2 separate regions of the Anas platyrhynchos genome follow, and region 1 is linked to region 2. Evidence: chromatin contacts called from public Hi-C data. All regions are on one chromosome and are shown on one strand. The core of a region is the stretch at or near the end of the contact, and the rest is flanking DNA. Distances in the headings are between cores, read along the strand shown. Region 1 holds the start of IDO2 (indoleamine 2,3-dioxygenase 2). Region 2 holds the start of ZMAT4 (zinc finger matrin-type 4).

What was found. A called contact is a pair of places that touch in the nucleus more often than the background predicts.
Region 1: a contact with region 2 is called in a Hi-C map of subcutaneous adipose tissue, with 2.6 times the contacts expected there. The contact joins the promoter of IDO2 here to the promoter of ZMAT4 in region 2. A contact is called at or near these places in 4 of 8 Hi-C or Micro-C datasets (liver, skeletal muscle and subcutaneous adipose tissue).

The regions. Positions count from the first base shown.
Region 1 is chr23:497,223-503,002 of IASCAAS_PekinDuck_T2T, forward strand. IDO2 (indoleamine 2,3-dioxygenase 2) reads right to left here and starts at 3,638. Exons shown (of 10, transcript XM_027443603.3): 1 at 3,429-3,638; 2 at 2,623-2,718; 3 at 2,022-2,141; 4 at 1,785-1,903; 5 at 1,463-1,477; 6 at 809-908; 7 at 560-677; 8 at 337-388. The coding sequence starts at 3,527. It overlaps LOC101791193 (disintegrin and metalloproteinase domain-containing protein 2), which reads right to left. Exons shown (of 18, transcript XM_027443602.3): 16 at 5,750-5,780; 17 at 5,334-5,487; 18 at 5,097-5,172. The coding sequence ends at 5,097.
Region 2 is chr23:364,866-371,139 of IASCAAS_PekinDuck_T2T, forward strand. It overlaps ZMAT4 (zinc finger matrin-type 4), which reads left to right and starts at 4,651. Exons shown (of 7, transcript XM_005029474.6): 1 at 4,651-4,819.

The DNA.
Region 1 (5,780 bases), core at 2,388-4,887, 130 kb after region 2:
GCATGTTTTTCCAAGCTGATGGCCATCAAGACAAGGTCAGTTGGGATAAAAAATGAAAGAAACATAATCAGGATGCATGGAGCCTTTTGACTGAGGAATGCTGAGATATGCCGAATAGAAATAAAAATAGAAACCCCCTGAGAAGCCCAAGAGCGGAGCAGTTTGGGATGCTTGCAGCCCAGCAGGGAAGATGAGGGATAACAAAACCACGGCACTGGGCTCTTTTTGCCATGCTGCTGCCTTGCCAAGCTGAGCAGCCCCAGCAGGGCTCCCCCTTCCCAGCAGAGCCCCCCCGCCCGTGGTGTCTGTGGAGGAATGGAAATGCTCCATACTCACCCAGAGAGAAAGATCCGGATCACGGCATAAAACACTGCTGGATCCACGTAATCTAGGAGGAAATTGGATCGGAGGTGTCACTGCGGGCAGTCTGCATCGGCGTTTCCCACGGGCAGGACCCTTATGAGCTGCTCTCTGGGCCAAGCACCAGCACATTGGCGCAGTGCAGCTGGTGAGCAGCCCCGTGCACGGCCCCCCAAGGGCTGCCCCAGGCTGCTGTTACCGTGCATCCTCTGCAGAGCCTTGCCCATGGCCCCGATGGCCGTCGCCAGCCCCTGCAGGGCCTGGTGCAGGGTCTCCTCGTCAAGCTGCCGGATGGCACGAATGGCCTGAGGGATCGCCTGCGAGGAGCAGAGGGGGAGCACAAAGCGATGGAGGGGCTGGGATGTGCTCGGGGTACTCGCTGGCAGCCCCGAGGGCTGGGCTCTGGGGCCAGGCAGCTGCAGGGCACAGCGGGGGGCTCGCGCCCTACCTTAATGCCAGGCACCGCCGCCTTCTCCACCAGGAAGGTGACGAGGATGAACCCCCTCAGGCTCTCTCCCCCGGGCAGCGATATGATGGGGTCCAGGTTCCTGCAGGGCGGGCAGCAGCAGCTTTCCCCCTGCCCTCGCCTGCCCCCCAGCCCTGACGCCGCATCCTGGCGGGGAGCTGAGCTCTGCTGCTGCCTCCCAGGGGTGGGTGAGATTTTTGGAGGAGCTGCTGCGTGCAGCCACCCCCCCACCCAGCATCAGGACGGACCTCAGCTCCCCCACCCATGCAAAATCCTTCCCGTTGCAGGGCCTTCTGCACCCCGAGCAAAGGGAAGTTGGCACAGGGCAAAAGGGAGCAACAGGCTCTGCTCTGGCTCTGAGGGATCCTGAACCCTCCTTGTGCCCTCGCTGGCTACAGGTCTGGTCCCTGGCAGCCAGGCTCTGCACAGCCTGGAACTGCCACGGTTCAGCCGTGACCGTGGTGGCTTTGCTGTTGTTTCAGTGGTGGTTGTGTGCCAAGGACCGAGCTGTTTTTCTTCTGCTCGTGTACCGAGAGAGAGGTTTAACCTAAGCAGAGCCCTGCAGTGTAGGAGCACTAAGCCAATTCAAACAAAACTAATACTGTTAGAAAATAAATAAGCATCTTAAATACTTACTCAATTTCCAGAGGCCTGCAGGCATTTTGGGCATTGCCAGCAAATACACAGGGAAAGGGGAGAGGGAGAGAGAGAGGTGTTATAAATCGTTCTAGCAATGGGCTGTGCTGCGTAACACAAACGAGTTTGCTCGCCAGAGGCAGCACCATCCCTGGGGCAGATGCTCCCGCTTGCCCCACACATGCCCATGGGGCAAATCCCCTCCCCGGCCCTTAGCTGTGAGCTGCCCCCCGGCTATGCTGGGTTTTAAGAGGTTTTGGTCAGGACTGGAGCTGTGCTCGTTGCTGCTGACCCGGCCGCAGGAGCCGCGCTCGCTGTTTACCCGCTGGGGTCCTTCCTCCTCCAGTTGGCCAAGACAAAGTCTGCGTGGCTGAGGATGGGGGGGAGCCCGAGGGCCTGCGACACCTCCCAGAAGGGGACGGCGAGGTGGCGGGGCAGGACCTGGGGGGCACAAAGCACGGGAGAGGTGGTGCCCCAGCTCCGGCCTTGGGAAGGAGGCTCGGCCTCAGCGGGACGGCTCTGGCTGCAGTCCCAGGGGAGCAGCGCAACCTGCGGTTACCTTCACGGTGCCCTCCTCGCCCTCCTGCCACAGGTAGCCCATGGTGATGAAGCTGAGCACCAGGTGGGCCAAGTACAGCTCCTCGCGCCCTCGGAGGTGCCGCGTGCTCAGCTGGGGCATCTACAACGAGACCCTGGTTAGCACGGAGCACCGCAGCCATACAGAGTGTATTCCCTGTGTGCCCCCCCAGCCAGGAGTGCCCCCCCCGTCACCTCTCCCTGCCCTTTTCCTTTCCCTCCAGCCCTGCACCGCTCGCTATGGACTGACTGGTTTGCTGCGTGCGATGGTTTCAGGAACCCCAGGGGTGTCACTGCCCCGTGCCGGGAGGACTGCGGGAGCTGCAGCTCTCGTGACATCTAGAGGGTTTCCCCTGCCACCGCACTCCGGCTGGGACAGCCCAGCAGCTGTGTCAGGAGCTATTTCTGTGCCCAAGGCTTTGCCTCTGCATCGTGTTGGTTATAACCAACGGTCCCTCTGTGCGCTTTCCATACACACCGCCCTTCCCTACGGCAGCACCAGCTAAGGCAGGAGCAGCACACACACACACACACACACACACACACGGAGCTGCCCGTACACGGGGATCCTGCCAGCAGTTTACCTGGTGAACGCGAGAGCGGAGCCGGTGGCTCGCAATCAGCTGGGGCAGCTCATGGGCGATCTCCATCCACGGGCCGTAGGGGGCCGGCAGCTCCGTCTTGGGAGGAGTTGAGAAGCAAGGGGGGGGCTGTCAGCACACAGCCCCCCGCACAGCGCCTGCAGCGCTCCCCTCCCTGTGCTCCAGCACAGCAGCACGGTGCTGAGGGCTGCTGCTGGTGCTGCTGGGGAGCCTGCACGGAGCTGGGGCAGGAGCCCACCCCGCACCCCCCAGCCTGCAGCATGGGCAGAGGTTTCTGCAGGGGGGGGTAAAGCGGCTGTCAGCCAGCCCGGGCTCCAGCATCCATCCAGCCCTGGGAGTCGCAGCTAATGGTTTATGTCTGGTTCCCCCTCTTGTAATATCAGCCTGCATGATGGGGAATTAATGGGCGATAAACAAGTATCTGCCTGTCCCTGAGAGCTCCCTCTGTAAATTGCGCCCCAGTGACAAATGGCTCTGCTTTCGGCATGGGAGAGTTGCCTTCTAAATTCTCTCCTCGTACTCCTGTGAAATCCTGTAAATCCAAGGCCAATATCTGAATTGCAGAGCTCCTTCCCCTCTCTCCTGTGCCACGTGCTGCAGCCAGTGTAATTTTTAAAGCGAGGAATTTGTCCTATGAAGCTGCCTGACCCGAAGTATCACAGGCATTGCTCACTGATTTTCCAAACCCTTGTAAAATAGCATTAAATGGACACCCAAACATCTCCAGCCCCTCCATTTCCCTGCTGTTTCCTGCAGCCCACGGGCACGGTGGCACGGCCATCTCCTACCAGAGGGTTGGGAAGCAGGAAGCCGTAATCCTCCGAGAGCTGAAACCGGCTCAGTGCCGAGGACAGCGGGGTCTCCTCCTTCCCATCGCCGGCCTCCATCCCCAGTGCTGGCTGTGGGGCCAGGACGCGCTGCAGCTCCGTGGAGGCACCGACTGCCCCGCGCCCGGTATGTGCTGAGCCAGCACAGTGCGCCCTGGCCACGAACCTTGTCCTGGGGGGGCAGGTGAGGCCCCGGCCGCCTGCGGCCAGAGGGGTCGAGCAAACACGATTAAAGGTTGCTGATAAGCCAATGTCGTGGAGCAAGCGCCGAGCCCCGTCCTCGTCAGCATCCACCTCTGGAGTGGGCTCAGGGAAGGCTCCTTGCTGCAGGCGGGGGCTGCAGGCTGCCCCCCCAGCCTGGGATCTCCTCAGCAGCGCTGGTGGCTCTGCCCATGGCTCACGGCAGGGTCTGCACCCGGCTGGGGATCCCCCTGCGCAGGGGCTCCGAGCACCTTGTCCCCGCAGGAGCAATGTGTGCTCCATCAGGCATCAACAGCATCCCGAGCCCCGTGCTTGCATAAGGTGCTGCTGATTTACGTGCTAATAATATGCCCAGTGCAGCCAAAATAAATTAATGGGAGCCACAACTGAAGCTGCTGCCACAAAGTAAGTGCTGCGTGGCAGGGAGTAAAACTCCCTAATCCACATTTCATGTCAGCTGAGGATTTATCTGCATTTCCAGCTAACTCCCTAATGACTGAGCGTGCGCTGAGGTTGTCATTAAATTCCTATTGCCAAACAAAGCACAAGATTCTAATGATGGCTTTAATTTTGCCTGCACCGTGGGCTCCCCGTGCTCTCCCTGGGGCTGCACACACCCAGCCCCAGGGGAGTCAGAGCTGACAGAGGGGGATTGGACGTCCTTGTGATGAGGGTCTTTTATTGAACAACACACAAAAAAAACACAAACTACAGACTTAGCATCCCTCAGACAGGCTTCAACACCCCCCACACACAGCCCCTGGGGGAACACGTGACTGTTGTGGGTTACATCCCGAACCTGAGACCACAAACGTCTCTGTGTGCTGCGCTGCTGCATCTTCCTTCCAGTGCTCCCCAAAGTCCAGAGCCCTGCAGGCAGCTGCCAAACACACAACAGGGATGCCCGTTAGTCCCCGCCAGCCCCTCACGCAGTGACCTCAGCCCCCAGACCCTGCCTGCCCCCCGTGTGTGGCACGGCACCACCCTGAGACTCGCCGTGAGCTGCAGCAGCCACCCCACCGTGCACCCGCTCCCATCCCAGGGAGCGCCTCCAAGCCTCTCCGCTCCGTCACACGGGAGTTCGTCACCTCCCGGCTGTCATCCACAGCCACGTCCCAAGGACATTTGACCGGCTGCTGCCTCGTGACTGCCCTCTCCAGCTCCTGCGACCTCCCTGGCCACGTCTGTTGGTGCCTGGGAGCCGATGTGCTGCAGGAACTGCCAGCAGCTGGGAACCTGCCGCCCGCCCTCTGCGGTGATGCCTGGGCCACCTGCAGTGCCATTGCCCTGACGCTCCCCCTAACACCCCCTACGTGCTGGTGCAGAGACTCTTCCCATTCCCCGGTTTCCACTGCCAGCTGTGCCACCACGTGCAGACTGTTTACAACATTGGCACAAAACTTGGGTGACTTTGGCAACGACTTACCTTTAAAGTCCTCTCCAGCTATGCTACTGCGCATCCAACACGCTCCCCTCCTCCTCAGTGCTTTCTTTATCTTCAAACCTAGGGTGGGAGCAGGGAGTTGCCCCCAGTCACCAAGCCCAACAGCACTGCCTCCCCTCTCCTCTCCCCCCCTCGTGCACACCACAAGGGTGCAGGTCCAGGCTCTGCCTTTACTGTCACCTACAACTGCATCTGAGCCCGAGGCGAGGGAGCAGACTTACTCATCTATTTCCAGCTGCTCTGTGTAGAGACACTGCCTCAGCTCCTTTCTCTTCACCACCAAGAGGATGACCCCGATGAGGACGGGCACAAAGAGGCAGAAGGTGAGAAGCAGCCACATCTTCAGCGGGTCCTTGTTCTGCAGGCCTGCTTCATCTAGGCACAGGGAACAACCTCCTTCAGCCCGCAGCAGCGCACTTCTCGGGACAGCAAGGCTCCCCCCGTGTGAGCCAAGGCCAGAAAGGGAATGGCAGCAACCTGGGCCTGGGCGGCCCTGCCTGAGCAGGGATGCTGGAGAAGCCCTGCAGAGGTCCCTTCCCACCTCAACAGCCCGTAATTCTGTTATTCTGCTCCAACTCCTGCCCTATTTCTTTTCTCCTTTCCCACAGCCCAGTGGGTCGCTGCCCTCGCTGCTCACCGGCGCTGAGCGGGCTGTCTTTGCTCCCTCC
Region 2 (6,274 bases), core at 3,401-5,900:
TTGAAGAGAGCTGGTTTCCATCTTTCCTCCCTTGGGGAAAGAGGGGGGAGCTGAGCATGTGCTCTGGGGGAAATCAGCAGTCCAGCAGGGCCCAGTTCTTGTTTGTCCCCTGGCCACACTGAGCCATGAGTCCCGCTTCCTCACTCACCACTGTGTGGCCTTAGCACAAAGGAGAAGCAAAGCAATGGTTTGATCTCCCTGGTGGAAAGCAACATGGGGCTGTGCTTACAACTGTGACAAAAATCTTGTTTATTTCTGGAGATTTTTATAATTATTCACTGAGCTATGTAGTGCCTCGGGAGCTGGATGTCACAGCAAGGCAGTACGTCAGTAGCAGACAGTCAGACCCAGGGATTCTTTAGGAAAAATCTGGTTTCTATTTTTTGCCAGGTCACAAGTCTGGCAGCAGCACCACGAGCAGGGGATGTCGGGTACCCAAAATGTGCTTGTGGCGGTGCTGGGCTTTTGGGTCAGCCATGCTCTGGCAACCTCTGGTCTGTGTGTGTTGAACGAGAGCTGCTTGCAAGAGCCCAGGTTCAGGCCGTGCATGCTGGCAAGCGGTCTGCCCACGCAGCAGTGCCGGTGGCACATGTGCACCTCAAGTCAGTGCAATCACCTCCCTCCCAGGCAGGCAGCCTGCCGAGCTCGCTCATCTCTCCTGGTCTGCTTCTTGCTGCAGGCACTGCAGGGCAGAGCGCAGCCTGCGCAGAGCCCATCCAGGCAGGAAGAGGCCCTGACCTGAGCTCTGCTCTGCTCTGTGGCTGCAGCTGCCTCTCCCTCCTTGGAGAATGAGATGTTAAGGAGATTTTGAGAATGATCAGACCCTTCAGCTTCACTACTGTTAATCAATCACAGCTGCTGCTTTCCGGCTCCATATTTTGATGCGTTTCAGGTTGTTCCATAATTAGCAGCCCAGTTCAGGGCCAGTAAACACATTCCGAAGCCCTGGCAGGGTGCTGGGATGGAGCAGAGGCTGAATTTTCCAGTGCTGCGCTTCAGACAAAGCCGGGGCTGTCCAAGTCTATCAGGGAGAGCTGTGGGGAGCTATTCCTTTTTGCTTGGCACAAAGGAGGGCAGTAAAACATTACTCAGACTTGCCATTATTTTCTGCAAGTGGAATTTTGCTGGGAAGCATTTCTGTTTGGGGAGCCTTGAAGCGCACCACCCCTGAGCTGTGTGGAGTCAGTGCCACGGGGACGCTGCCAGGCTCTGGGAGAGCATTTGGGACGCTGCAGCCCCAGGGGAGGGAACGGCCCCACGCAGTGCAGGAGCCAGGGCAGCTGCTCTCCGTGGTTTATTTAAGGGCTCTTACCCCTGGTCCTGTGCGGTGGTTTGCTGCTTTGCTCCCTCTGGGCTGGCTCACCGTTTCCCCAGCCTCACTGTGTTTTTCAGTACAGCAATGTATCACGGTGCCTCGAGGCTGCTGCTGGATGCTGGTGCCTGGCTTCTCCCAGCAGCAGCCTCGTGCCCCTTTCTGGGGGCTGAGAGGTAGGCAGCCTCGGTGGCTGCTTCCTGAGTCCGGGAGCTACAAGAAAACCCAAAGAAAGGGGGTTAGCGCTCCTTGATAGATGAGGGAACGTGCCGGGTGTTGGGAGGGTGCAGCTTGAACAATTTCAAAAGAGTTATTAATTTGTAAGTTATTTCTAAATTTTCTTATGCTGATGCTGCCATTAAAAGAGAGCATGTGATGCTTCTGGGAACTAAGTAATCCTTAAAAAAAAAAAAAAAAAAAAAAGGAAGAGATTTAAGAAATATCTCTTCCCTGGATGGCAGGTGCAGGTGTATCATTGCAAATATTGTCTGATCTGCCCTTCTTAGCACTGAAGTATCTGAGGCTCCAGGTGGCAGCTCTGAGGAGTTTGTGTCAGTTTTGGAGGCTTAGATGCATGGCTTAAACCCCTAACTGTTAAGGAGCATTTGCAGCTAAAAAGCCAAACAGGATCGTGAGGCATCACAGCTTGAACAGTTTGTAAAACTACTGCCAGGCAGATTAAGCTGGAAATAGAAAAATTGCTGGTGAGGTCCTTTGGGTGATTTAAAGAGCATTTTACTTCTTAGGTGAGTGTTCCAGACACCCAGCAGCAAAAGTGCAGCAATGTGGCTCAGCCACTTTGTACAAGCAAGATCCCTGAGACCTTCTAAAAAGTGTGGTTAACAGAAACAAATCAAACTAAATCAACTTGCTTCTTAAAGGCACCACCTTGCTGAGACCATCAGTTACACAGTGTGAGGGATTGGAAGGGACCTTGAAAGATCACCCAGTCTGATCCCCCTGCCGGAGCAGGAACACCTCCATCAGATCACGCAGGAACGCGTCCAGGTGGGTTTTGAATGTCCGCAGAGGAGACTCCACAAACCCACAGACAGCCTGTTCCAGCGCTCTGTCACCCTCCCATTTAAGCGGAACCCCCTGTGTTCCAGCTTGCGCCCGTTGCCCCTTGTCCTGTGACTGGATGTCGCTGAGAAGAGCCTGGCTCCGTCCTTACAGCCCCATCATCACAGCTTCACTGCAGGAACCTGGGCATGCTCGTGCCCCATGTACCACTCAGACCTGGCAGTTGCTCTCTTCCGTATGCAATATATGCTTTCTGGCAAGAAATATTACTTAAGATAGAGCATTTTTATCCGGCTCTGGCAAAGGTGCTAGACAGCAGAGCTCTGTCGTGCGGAATGGCGGAGGTCTGTAATCTCTTTGATTAGCCAAATGTTCACAAAGGGAACAAAGTATGCTCATTTTTACCTGGCTTTGGAAGTAGAGGCATAAAGAAGCCTGTGTCAGCATGCAGGACAAGTGGGTGTGCTGCAGTTCTTCCAGGCCCTCTGCTGCCTTGAGCAGCGCAGGCCTTTGAGGCACTCAGCACGTTGGTCCCTGCGAAGGCGCGTGCCGGGAATAGGACAGGCAGGGCAGAGCAGAGCAGAGCCATGTTAGCTGCCTTTCTCCTGGCTGTCTGCATGTGCGTCATGGGCTGTAAATATCACCTGCCAAGGCTGGAAGCAGAACCTCTCTGCCCCATCGCGTCCTCATTTCCTACTTAGCAAGTGCTAAGGAATTGCCCTGACACGAGCAACGATGCCATCAGACCAGGGTGATTCAGCTCGTCACCTGTGCTGAGCAAACCCTGTTAATTATGGAGCTTTCAGAGCTCTCCATCTTTCTTCTGTCACTCTGTAAAAATTCTGTTCTTTAGATCTTATTTCTCTTGCTGCTTTCCTCCTTGTCGCATCCAGGTGCCCTTCTTACAGAGTAACAGGAGGGATGCTGGTTGGGGGTTACCTCAAAGAGGAATTGGACTGCAGTGGAAAGAGGTGGACAGGCAAACGTGGGCACTGATCGTCCCTGTGGTGGGGGATGTGGGAGGGCAACATCTGCGTTGGTGACGCCAGTGCTTGGGTTTGACGTGATGTAGCAGTCTTGTATGGTGCTGAGGAATGAACTCGTACCACTACTTCACATGTCCTCTAAAACCAAACGGGCTAGCATGTCTCTGCCCCACCTTAGTGAGTTTTTCTGTCTTGATGAACTGGCAAAAAATGTTTTCAACTTCTCAGATATTTCATGCAGAAATGAGCAATCACTGCTCCGAGTGTCATTATAACATTGTTGTGTATTTGAGGAGTTCTGATTTTAAATACAAATCAAAATAGCAAGAGATTTCTGATATTTTTAAAGTGTATTTTCTAAGTCTCCAAATTAATTGGCCTGTGAAATACAACAGGAATTACCAGGCATCAAAGAGAATATTTATGAGCTGCTGAGAAGGCAGAGGGATAAACAGCGGTTTGAGGACTACCCTTAGCTTTCTGATACTCTCCCAAGTCTTGTGCAAGCCAAACAGTCTCTGGTCTCAGATGGGCAAAGCTGTGGGGAGGGACTGTGAGCATTCAGAGCTGCCAGTGCTGCTGGTCACCCGTGAGGCACCTCTGGGCTTGGGCACAGTCCCCGGGTCCCATCACACAGGCTCCCTGCAGTGTGTGGGGTCGGCTCCTTGCCGATGCTGCAGCTGCTCCAGCTGGAGAAGCTCCCGTGCTGGCAAATGAGGTGCCTGCCGAGTCAGCCAGGTGGGAGCAGAACCCCCCCGTGGTATCCAGCCAGTCCTCAGCACCCTTTCCCCTTAGGAGCAGAAAGGAGGAAGGGGAGACAATGTCACCTCCAGTTACTGCTTGGGAAAGCTGCTCCTGCCCTTCATCTCTGTGTGCGGGGCTTGCCTCCTGTGGTAGCCCAATGGTACGTGTGGCAGGAGCCTGCGGTGCAAGGTGTGTTTGCTGCATAAACCCAGGGTACTAAAATAAGTGCGTCATCTGCAAAAGTGTGAAACTGGAATTAAATATATTTCCCCTGGAGCCTGCGATATCCTTCACAGCCTCTGCCCTACAAATCAGATTTGCACATCCTTATATTCTCGTAGTAAGGAAAATCCCTCCCAGGTGCTTTGATTTGGGCTGCACCACGTGAAGCTGGGCAGCTCTGCCTCCCCCTGACCTGCCAAGCCTGCCCCAAGACCAGGGCCTGCCTTGGGCCGTGGAAATTGGTTCTGGGGAAGCTCCTGATGATAGTAGGAGCTGGATCCGGAGGGAGGCTGCTGAGGCCAGTGCAGCCTTGCAGAGCACCACAGAGCCAATCGCTGCTGCTAGGGGTGGAGCTGGAGCTCCAGCAGATGATCGCCGAGTGCCTTTCCAGCACAGTTGGTCTGGACGGCTGCGAGATCTGGTCGCGGGGAGAGGAGAGCTGCAATTGCAACTCCAGTGTGCTCCTTCCCCGGCAGCATCGCTGGAGCAGCTGCGATATCCTCTGTGCGCCAGCCCCACCAGCGACACGAAGGTACTGCCCCCTCCCTCCCGGCTTGTGTGCTGCTTGTTGCTTGGATCTGTGTTGATTAGAGTTGGAGGAAAGTTTATTGGGAAATCAGAGCTGTGAGGTAACAGTGCTTGTGGGAGAGCAGTGGGAGGTGATGCGCTGCGCTGCCGGGATGAGGTGCCAGGTGCAGGAGGCGGCTGGGGCGGTTTCGGTGCTGCAGGCGCCGCTGCCACAGCAGAGCCTGGGCTCGGGGGCCAGCCTGGCACCCGCTGCGCTGCCCTCGTGCCGCGGGGGGAGGTCAGAGGTGGCTGGCACACGGTGTGCTCGTGATTCGGATGCCTGCCGGCTGTCAGGGTGCTTTCCTGGTGGTGGTTTTAGTGAGCGAGGCATCCACCTGTTAGCAGGTGGCCAAAGCCGAGCGGGCCCCTTGGCGAGGGCTTCCCCAGTGAGGCAGCTCCCAGGCTGGGTGGCCAGTGGGAACTCGGGGTGCTTTTACCGAAAGGTCTTTGTGCAGCATTTCCCACAGCCCTGCTTGGGAAAGCAAGCTCCTCGGGCTGCAGGTGGAAGTGTGGATAGCTGCAGATGCAGGAAAACAGCTTATTCTCTCTGCTGCTTGTGAAGTTTGGAGAACTTCCCGAGCGAGCCCCACTTAGAGAGCAAAAGTGGGTTTCCAGGGAGGTAGCTTGGGGCTGGGGCTGCTGACCCTGGGGCAGCCCCGAACAGGCTCATTGCAGCAGCCCGCAGGGAAAGCAGCTGCAAACTTATGCCGGTGGCTGCTGCTGGAGAAGGGGCTCGGTCTGTGTCCCCTGGGGCTGGCTGACCACACGTGTTGCACCAGGGCTGTCCATAGGTCCAAGAGCCTGAGCTCTGTCCGTCCCTCATACAGCACGAGCCAGGTGCCTGCTGTTTGGGGCTGCCTGAAAGATCTTTTGTAATGACTCCTGAGACGTCTGAATTGCTGGTGATCCATACCCATTGACTAGTAATACCCGACCTGAGCAGTGCCTGTCAGCTCCTGATGGGATCTCCCTGATCACTGCCCTTCAGGCAGCCACATGCTCCTTTTGCCCTCCTCTGGTGCTGGAGTGACCTTAGTGTGCGTCACTGGGCGCAGAACAAGGTTTGCGAAGCCTTGAGTAGACAGTAAAAAATCACCAGTTTGCATTTTCTGCATGAGGTTGTGCTGTTGGCTCTCGTATGAGCACGTGCTATCCATCTGCAAAACACAAACAACCGTCCCTGAAATGTGAGAGGGGAACGCAGGGGAGCCATGGGGCACAGCTGAGCTGGAGTGGGGTGGCGGGGGCGCTGGGCAGAGGGGGACCTGCTTCAGGCTCTCGTCATTGCACAGGAAAGGGACGGTGATGGGGGTCTCCTGCGGCTTCCCTGGTACTGTGCTGTGGGGTGGGAGTGGCAGTGACTCGATATAAACAATTTTGTAAGAGATATTTTGATAAAGGTTGCTAGACAGTGACTCAT